2 separate regions of the Mus musculus genome follow, and region 1 is linked to region 2. The links are chromatin contacts, called in public promoter capture Hi-C maps. All regions are on one chromosome and are shown on one strand. Each heading gives the region's core, a stretch centred on a gene start, on an enhancer-like site or on the middle of the called end of the contact. The rest is flanking DNA. Distances are from core to core; before and after follow the strand shown. Region 1 holds the start of Slc47a1 (solute carrier family 47, member 1). Region 2 holds the start of Gjc2 (gap junction protein, gamma 2).

Region 1 (2,840 bases), core at 330-2,829, 2.2 Mb before region 2:
GATGTAGAACTTGCAGCTATTTCTCCAGCACAGTGTCTACCTGTGTGCTACCGTGCTCCCCACCATGATGACAATGGATTAAACTTCTGAAACTGTAAGCAAGTCCCAGTTAAATGCTTTCCTTCATAAGAGTTGCCTTGGTCGTGGTATCTCTTCACAGCAATAAACACTGACTAAGACAGTCTGTTCTTTTTATGGTGCTGGAACCTAGGACCTCTCATATATTAGATAAGTATTCTACTCCCAGGGATACAACAATCTTTTTTAAACCTGTAGATTCCCCGTGGCTGTAGCTCAGAGGTAGGACTTTTGCTCAGTGTGTGTGTGAAGCTGGGCATGGGTTCCATCCCTAAATACTTAAATACCAACCCCCAAATCCTGACTCCAGAGTCCCTGGTTATCTGAGGGTATGGGTTGAATATGAACTGTCGCCTCTCACAGACTCTTATGCTGAGGTCTTCCTCCACCTGGTGGTCTCACTTTGGAAGGCTCTGGAAACTAGGTTAGCTGCAGAGAGCGAATCACACAGGCATGTCCTTGAAGAGCATTTTGTCTCTCTGTATCCTGGCTGTCACAAGGCAAGAAAACACTCCTCTCTATCCTTTCTTGGACATGGATGGAGACCTCTGAAACCACGGGCCAGAATCAATCCCTCTCCCCTTCAGTTGCTTTTGGGATATTTTGTCACAGCAGTGTGAAACTAACAGTGAGCAGAAACATTTGTTATTCAAGACCAGTTGCCACAGAAGGGACTTTAGCCTCTCTCACAGGAGTCACCTTTGACTTGGAGCTAACATCTGTGAGTCAGTCCTCCTGTGCAGGGCTGCAAGTGGGTGGGACTGTGGAAACGCATCTTGAGTTTACAGATGAGGAGAGTAGGGTCCTGGTGACAAGCCTGCATTTTTCCAGGCTGCAGGTGTCCCTTGAACCTGTATATTCTTGCCACAGTATCTCCTGTTTCTGACCATCCAAGACCAGCGAACACTTCTGTGTTACCCGGACAATGTGGCTTGCTTTTCCCCCTGGTAGGTGTTATGTACTTTAATGGAACAATGAGAGAGAGAGAGAGAGAGAGAGAGAGAGAGAGAGAGAGAGAGAGAGAGAGAGAGAGAGAGAGAGAGAGAGATTATAGAAACCTATAGCAAAGTGTGTGTTGAGCTGACCACAAGCTGCACAGCAGAGACCTTGAACACCCACTACTGCCAGATCCAATATTTGCTGGCCACAGCGGAACCACGATCGGACCTTTGGCTGACCGTAGTGGGATCATGTCTCAGGACTCTAAGTCCTTCCACACCCTAATTTCTCAAGTGCCCTCTGCTCCCTTGCAACGACAGCGACAGCGACTGGAAGGTCCTTGCCTCAGCGCGCTCTTTCCTTTTGCTTCCAGCACTTTTGCAAACTTTTCTGTTCCTACATTAGGGTGCTGGCTAGCCTTTGGAGATGCGCAGGCCTTGGGGTTGCAAGGGCAAGGGGTGAGTCCAAGGTTGCAGATCCTCGGCTGGCGCTGGGCGGGTTTAGGGGAGGCGGCCGAGGGCGGGGACTGGAGTCTTCCAGGCCTGTGGGTCCTCGTGCGGCTTCCGAGCCCTGACACCACGGAGGCCACATGGAACGCACGGAGGAGTCCGCTCCCGGGCCGGGAGGCGCGGACGCTGCGTCCGAGCGCCGTGGGCTACGCTGCCTGCTGCTGCCCGGCTTCCTAGAGGAGCTGCGGGCACTCTTGGTCCTGGCGGGTCCTGCGGTGAGTCAGGTGGCCTCGGCTGCAGGCCGGTCCCCGAGGACTGGGGGCCCAGTTACCTAAATTTCAGGGTCTGACTTGGCGGGGTTGGGGACCCGAAGAGCCTGCAGCGGGCCACAGCTATGGGGATGTGCAGAGCCTAGTGACTCTTGGCGTGCGCCCTGAAGCCAGGGGTTCCTGAAAATAAAAGCACTCAGACCTGTCTCTCTCCAGGCAGAGGCATGAAACAGGAAGGTAAACTGTCACCTTAGAATTAGGCTTTCAAAACTATTTGGAATCTAGAGCCAATGTCTGACGCAGAAGCATCCTGTGTCAGCTCCTCTTCCACTAAGCGCTGCGCTCAAAATCTGAGGTTTTAATGAGGTTCCCTTTGGGTAGGAAGTGCTTTTATTAGTGGGGTCGATTTTACTCATTAGACTAGGTCTCTCTCAATCTCGGCTTTTAGAAGCAACGTGGGAAAAAAACAAAAACAAAAAAACCCCCCAAACCACAGAACCACATCACACACGTGCTGCCTTCTGTTCTCTGTCAGTTTGGGGGTTTTCAGTCCTCAAGGGTGAGAAAGCCACTTCTCTGACACACTCTGTGTGTCTGAGTGAATAAACATTTGGCCAAGAGGCAGACATTCAAGCACCTGGGAGCCCCTGAGCCCCGGCATGTGTGCCCTCTTGACACACACGATAGGGCATAGAGAAGCAAGATCAAAGCCCAGGGTGAAGCCATCAGCTACAGGTCCAGGAGAGGCATAGGAGCTCACAGCCCTCTGCGGTGCTCAGTCTCCAGACTTGAAGTTCAGTTCCTGTGTGGATCTTCCCAAGCATGTTAGGGAACAGCCCACGGACTCAGAACAGCTCCGTTCTCCTTTCTATGAAGTCTATGAGCCGTCAGCTTTGCCGTAACTTAGTCTCACTGAGTTGCTGCCAGAAAAGCTTCCTAAGAATCAGGTGTGGTGTGGTAGCCGTGGCCTGGAATCTCTGTGCTTGGGAGACTGGGGCAGAAAGGTGACTAGAGTGACTTACTGTTCCAAGCCATCCTGGGCTACAGCATGAGCTCCTGCTTCAGAAACCCAAAGAGGAAAAATAGCAGCAGCAGCAGCATTTGG
Region 2 (3,272 bases), core at 757-3,256:
TCCACATTCAGACACTGTCATTGAGACCGTTTGCTGTTTCCTTATGTGGCAGTCCATCCCAGGCAGAGCTGGTTCTGAGAGGCCTGGGCAGGGGCAGTGGTCCACACTCCAGAAGTCAGGACTTGATGGGAGCAGCCCCCAGCTGAGGTTCTCTAGAAGAGGGGAAGCAAGAGTACTGTCCAGCCCTGGCCATCCTACCACAGTGACGGCAACAGTAGCCATAGCCAGATAGCAGGTTGTTAACAGTGGGGCAAGCCCAGCAGGGGCCGAAGTCCCAGTGTTCCTGAATCTGTCTCTTGCCTCACCCCAGGCAAGGAGCCTGGCTTGTTTGACCTGGTGATCATCAATGACGACCTGGATAAAGCCTATGCAACCCTGAAGCAGGCGCTCTCTGAGGTAGGCCCTTCCCATCTACCCTGTCTTGGGGAAGTCCCCTGCACAAGCCATCCTGTGAACGCAGCAAACCCTGTGTTGCCGGGGCTCACACCCTGCTGTGTTGTAAGCAGCCCTGGCTTTGCCAGTTGCCAGAATGGTCAAGTACAGGTGCAAAGCCGGAGTCCCTGGGAACCCAGGGAGGATATGAGCCCTAGCCCTCCCTGGTTCCCTGCCTCTCCTGACTTTCTGTTTCCCTTCTTCCTTGGCAGGAAATCAAGAAAGCACAGGGAACTGGCCACGCCTGAAGGCCTGCTTCATTCCACAGAGTGATGTCTGTGGTCTAAATTTGCCTGGAGGTGGGGGAAACTTTGCCAGGGCACCAAGGACTTGTAGTAGACTTCCACTGTGGAGTAGAAGGAGCTACCCTTTGTCTGACCACAAGGTGGCTCTGCACCGTGGGCTGACTCACTGGCTGAATGACTCCAAAGAGTACCCATATCTAATCTCCCTGGACTATTTGTGTTCCTTTCCTTGTTCCTTCTGCTGGAGCGGGACTGACCTCTTAATAAAGTAATTACTGAATTATAGTGTCACAGCCCTCCATACTGGGCTTATGGCCTCTGGCTTTCTGCCCCTCCATGGTCAGCCCAGATGAAGGCTGCTAAGGGGGCTCTGCATAGGTGTCTAGTGGCCCTTGTCCCTGCCCGCATCCAGGGTCCACTAGTCATCAGAATGCTGGCTAGGGTTGCTCGTGTTCACTTCTTCCCCTGGGAGTCAGGCAACTGGGACAATCAGTATGGGCTGGAATCGTCTCAGCCCTAGACAACCTAGTGCTGCTGTCTCTTTGAGGTATTTCTGAGCCATTTGGGGACTCAGAGGGACAGATACCACTTGCCAGGAACAAAAGTGCCCAGCTGCAGGGGAAGAGCTAAGGTCATAATGCTGGCCCTGGAGCTGTGGGTGCTGTGTGTTCTTGGCCTTGGGTATAGGCAGCCAACCCAAGGAAGGGCAGGTGAGCCCTGTGAGGGCTGCAGGCAGGCAGAGTCCTGGGCCTTCTGTAAAGATCGCAAATTTTGAGCTCTAGAGGTTGTAGCAGGGTGCAGCATTCCTGAGGGAGATGTCCCTCCCCTCCTGTCCACGATGAGACATTCTGAGTGTCTGGTCCTGCTGTCCTCCCTCTTCCTCTGGGCTCCCAGCCCAGGCTGCTGGCTCCGCCCAAGAGAGCAATCCCAGCAGGGAGGGCAGTGGTTGTTGCCAGCTACCCCCACCCGGTGGTCAGCCACAGCTCTGCCTTGTGCATCTCCAGGTGAGGCTGCTCCTGGGGCAGACTTGGGGGTATTAACTGGATGTGGGTGTGAAGAGGGCAGGCAGGTACCCAGGCAGAAGTAGCCAGAGAGACTGGGAAGTCCTGGGCTGCCTCCAAAACTGCAGATGTTTCTCTAGAAGGGTGAGCCAGAACTGCCTGGACTTCAAGTGGAGGCTGGGGAGACCAGCAGGCCTGTCTAGATCCCTGCTGCTCCACCCCCAGGGACAATCATGGATTCAGACCCTAGGGGGAACAATGGAGCCCTTGAGGGCCCCTCCTCCATCCCCCATTGTGCTTGGTGGCGAGAGGTGGCCCTAGCCCCACAGTATGCCCTTAGAGAGGATCAGCATCCAGCCGGCAGGTGGAGGGGCTCAGCCGAAGGTTTGCATTTCCAGCCTGGAGAAGGTAGGGAGGGTACTGCTGGGGCTGCAGCCTGGCTGGGCCTTGACTGGTCTGTACTCCTTACTGCTAAGGTGGAGGTTCCCAGGTTCCTGCATCCCCTCTCAGGCTCTGTGGGGTGTGTCACAGCTGGTGCCAGATGCCACCCTGGAAGACTCACTGAGTCTCTGGCCAGATCTTGTCTTGCTGTATTAAGGGACCCTCAGGGTGTCCTTTAGCTTGGCTTCAGCTGGCTTTGTGGCTCTTTTGGGGTAACTAAACCCATGGTAGAGGGAGATGGGAACAAACCGGAGAGCCTAGGGTATTTTCAGTACCTCCCCCAGCAGCTGAGACCCTTCAGGCCATCTTAAGATGGGCCAGTCCACCCCAGCCAGTTGTAGTGTGTCCCAGGGATCAGTATGGGCACCAGGCCCAGTCTACTCAAACTGAAGAAACTTCATTATCCACTTGCCTGCTACCAAGCAGACCCTCTCAGCAGCTGGACCTACACAACCGCTGCTGTGTTAGTGTGGCGCGGTAGCCAGCACAGAAGTCTTTGGGATGCCACAGCAGTTCACTCTAAGTGCTTCCTTCCCACCTACCTTCTGTGTCTAGGGACTGCAGAGAGGGAGATATGAGGATGGGCAGCCAAAAGGGGAGATACAGGGTCCAAGGACGGGGAGGTTGGAGAAGATCCGTTTTGGAGGGCCTGCTGGCTGGAGTTGGCTCTGTATGGGACAGTGTGGACCCAGCTGGGAAGTGATTTCTAGAAATGGGGAGGGGAACCTGGCTCAGCTGTGGAGGGGCTGGCAGGACTGGAGAGACAAGGACCAGGGTGAGTATGGGCTTTCTACAAGGAATTGGGCACACGTGTGTACTCTGGGCAATGCCAAAGGAAGGCATGGAGAGTGGGAGGGGGTTGCCTACTCAGGCTAGTGCCTCCGTTTTTGGAATGCAGTTTAGCTGAAGTCTCAACCTGTAGGAGTTGTCTAGACTTAGGGTTGTGACTCTTACACCAGGTAGGTGCAGGCTAGCCCATCTGTTTTTCTGGTCCCCACAGTCTGAAGTTGAAGTTTTGCCTTCTTGAACTTCCAGGAATGTGACTTGGGTGCTGGTGAAGAAGGCCTCACAGGTCAAAGCGGGAGGTTGGTAGTTTCTGCTGGGTGCCATAACTCTGTGGTAGAGTCCTACATCTTCAACATGTTTAAATTTA

What was found. Promoter capture Hi-C pulls out the DNA fragments that hold promoters and counts their contacts.
Region 1: a contact with region 2 is called in a promoter capture Hi-C map of liver, with 2.4 times the contacts expected there. The contact joins the promoter of Slc47a1 here to the promoter of Gjc2 in region 2.

Annotation. Positions count from the first base shown.
Region 1 is chr11:61,376,814-61,379,653 of GRCm38.p6, reverse strand. Slc47a1 (solute carrier family 47, member 1) reads left to right here and starts at 1,579. Exons shown (of 17, transcript NM_026183.5): 1 at 1,579-1,741. The coding sequence starts at 1,607.
Region 2 is chr11:59,181,560-59,184,831 of GRCm38.p6, reverse strand. It overlaps Gjc2 (gap junction protein, gamma 2), which reads left to right and starts at 2,006. Exons shown (of 2, transcript NM_175452.4): 1 at 2,006-2,086. Guk1 (guanylate kinase 1) reads left to right here. Exons shown (of 8, transcript NM_008193.3): 7 at 311-396; 8 at 645-977. The coding sequence ends at 680.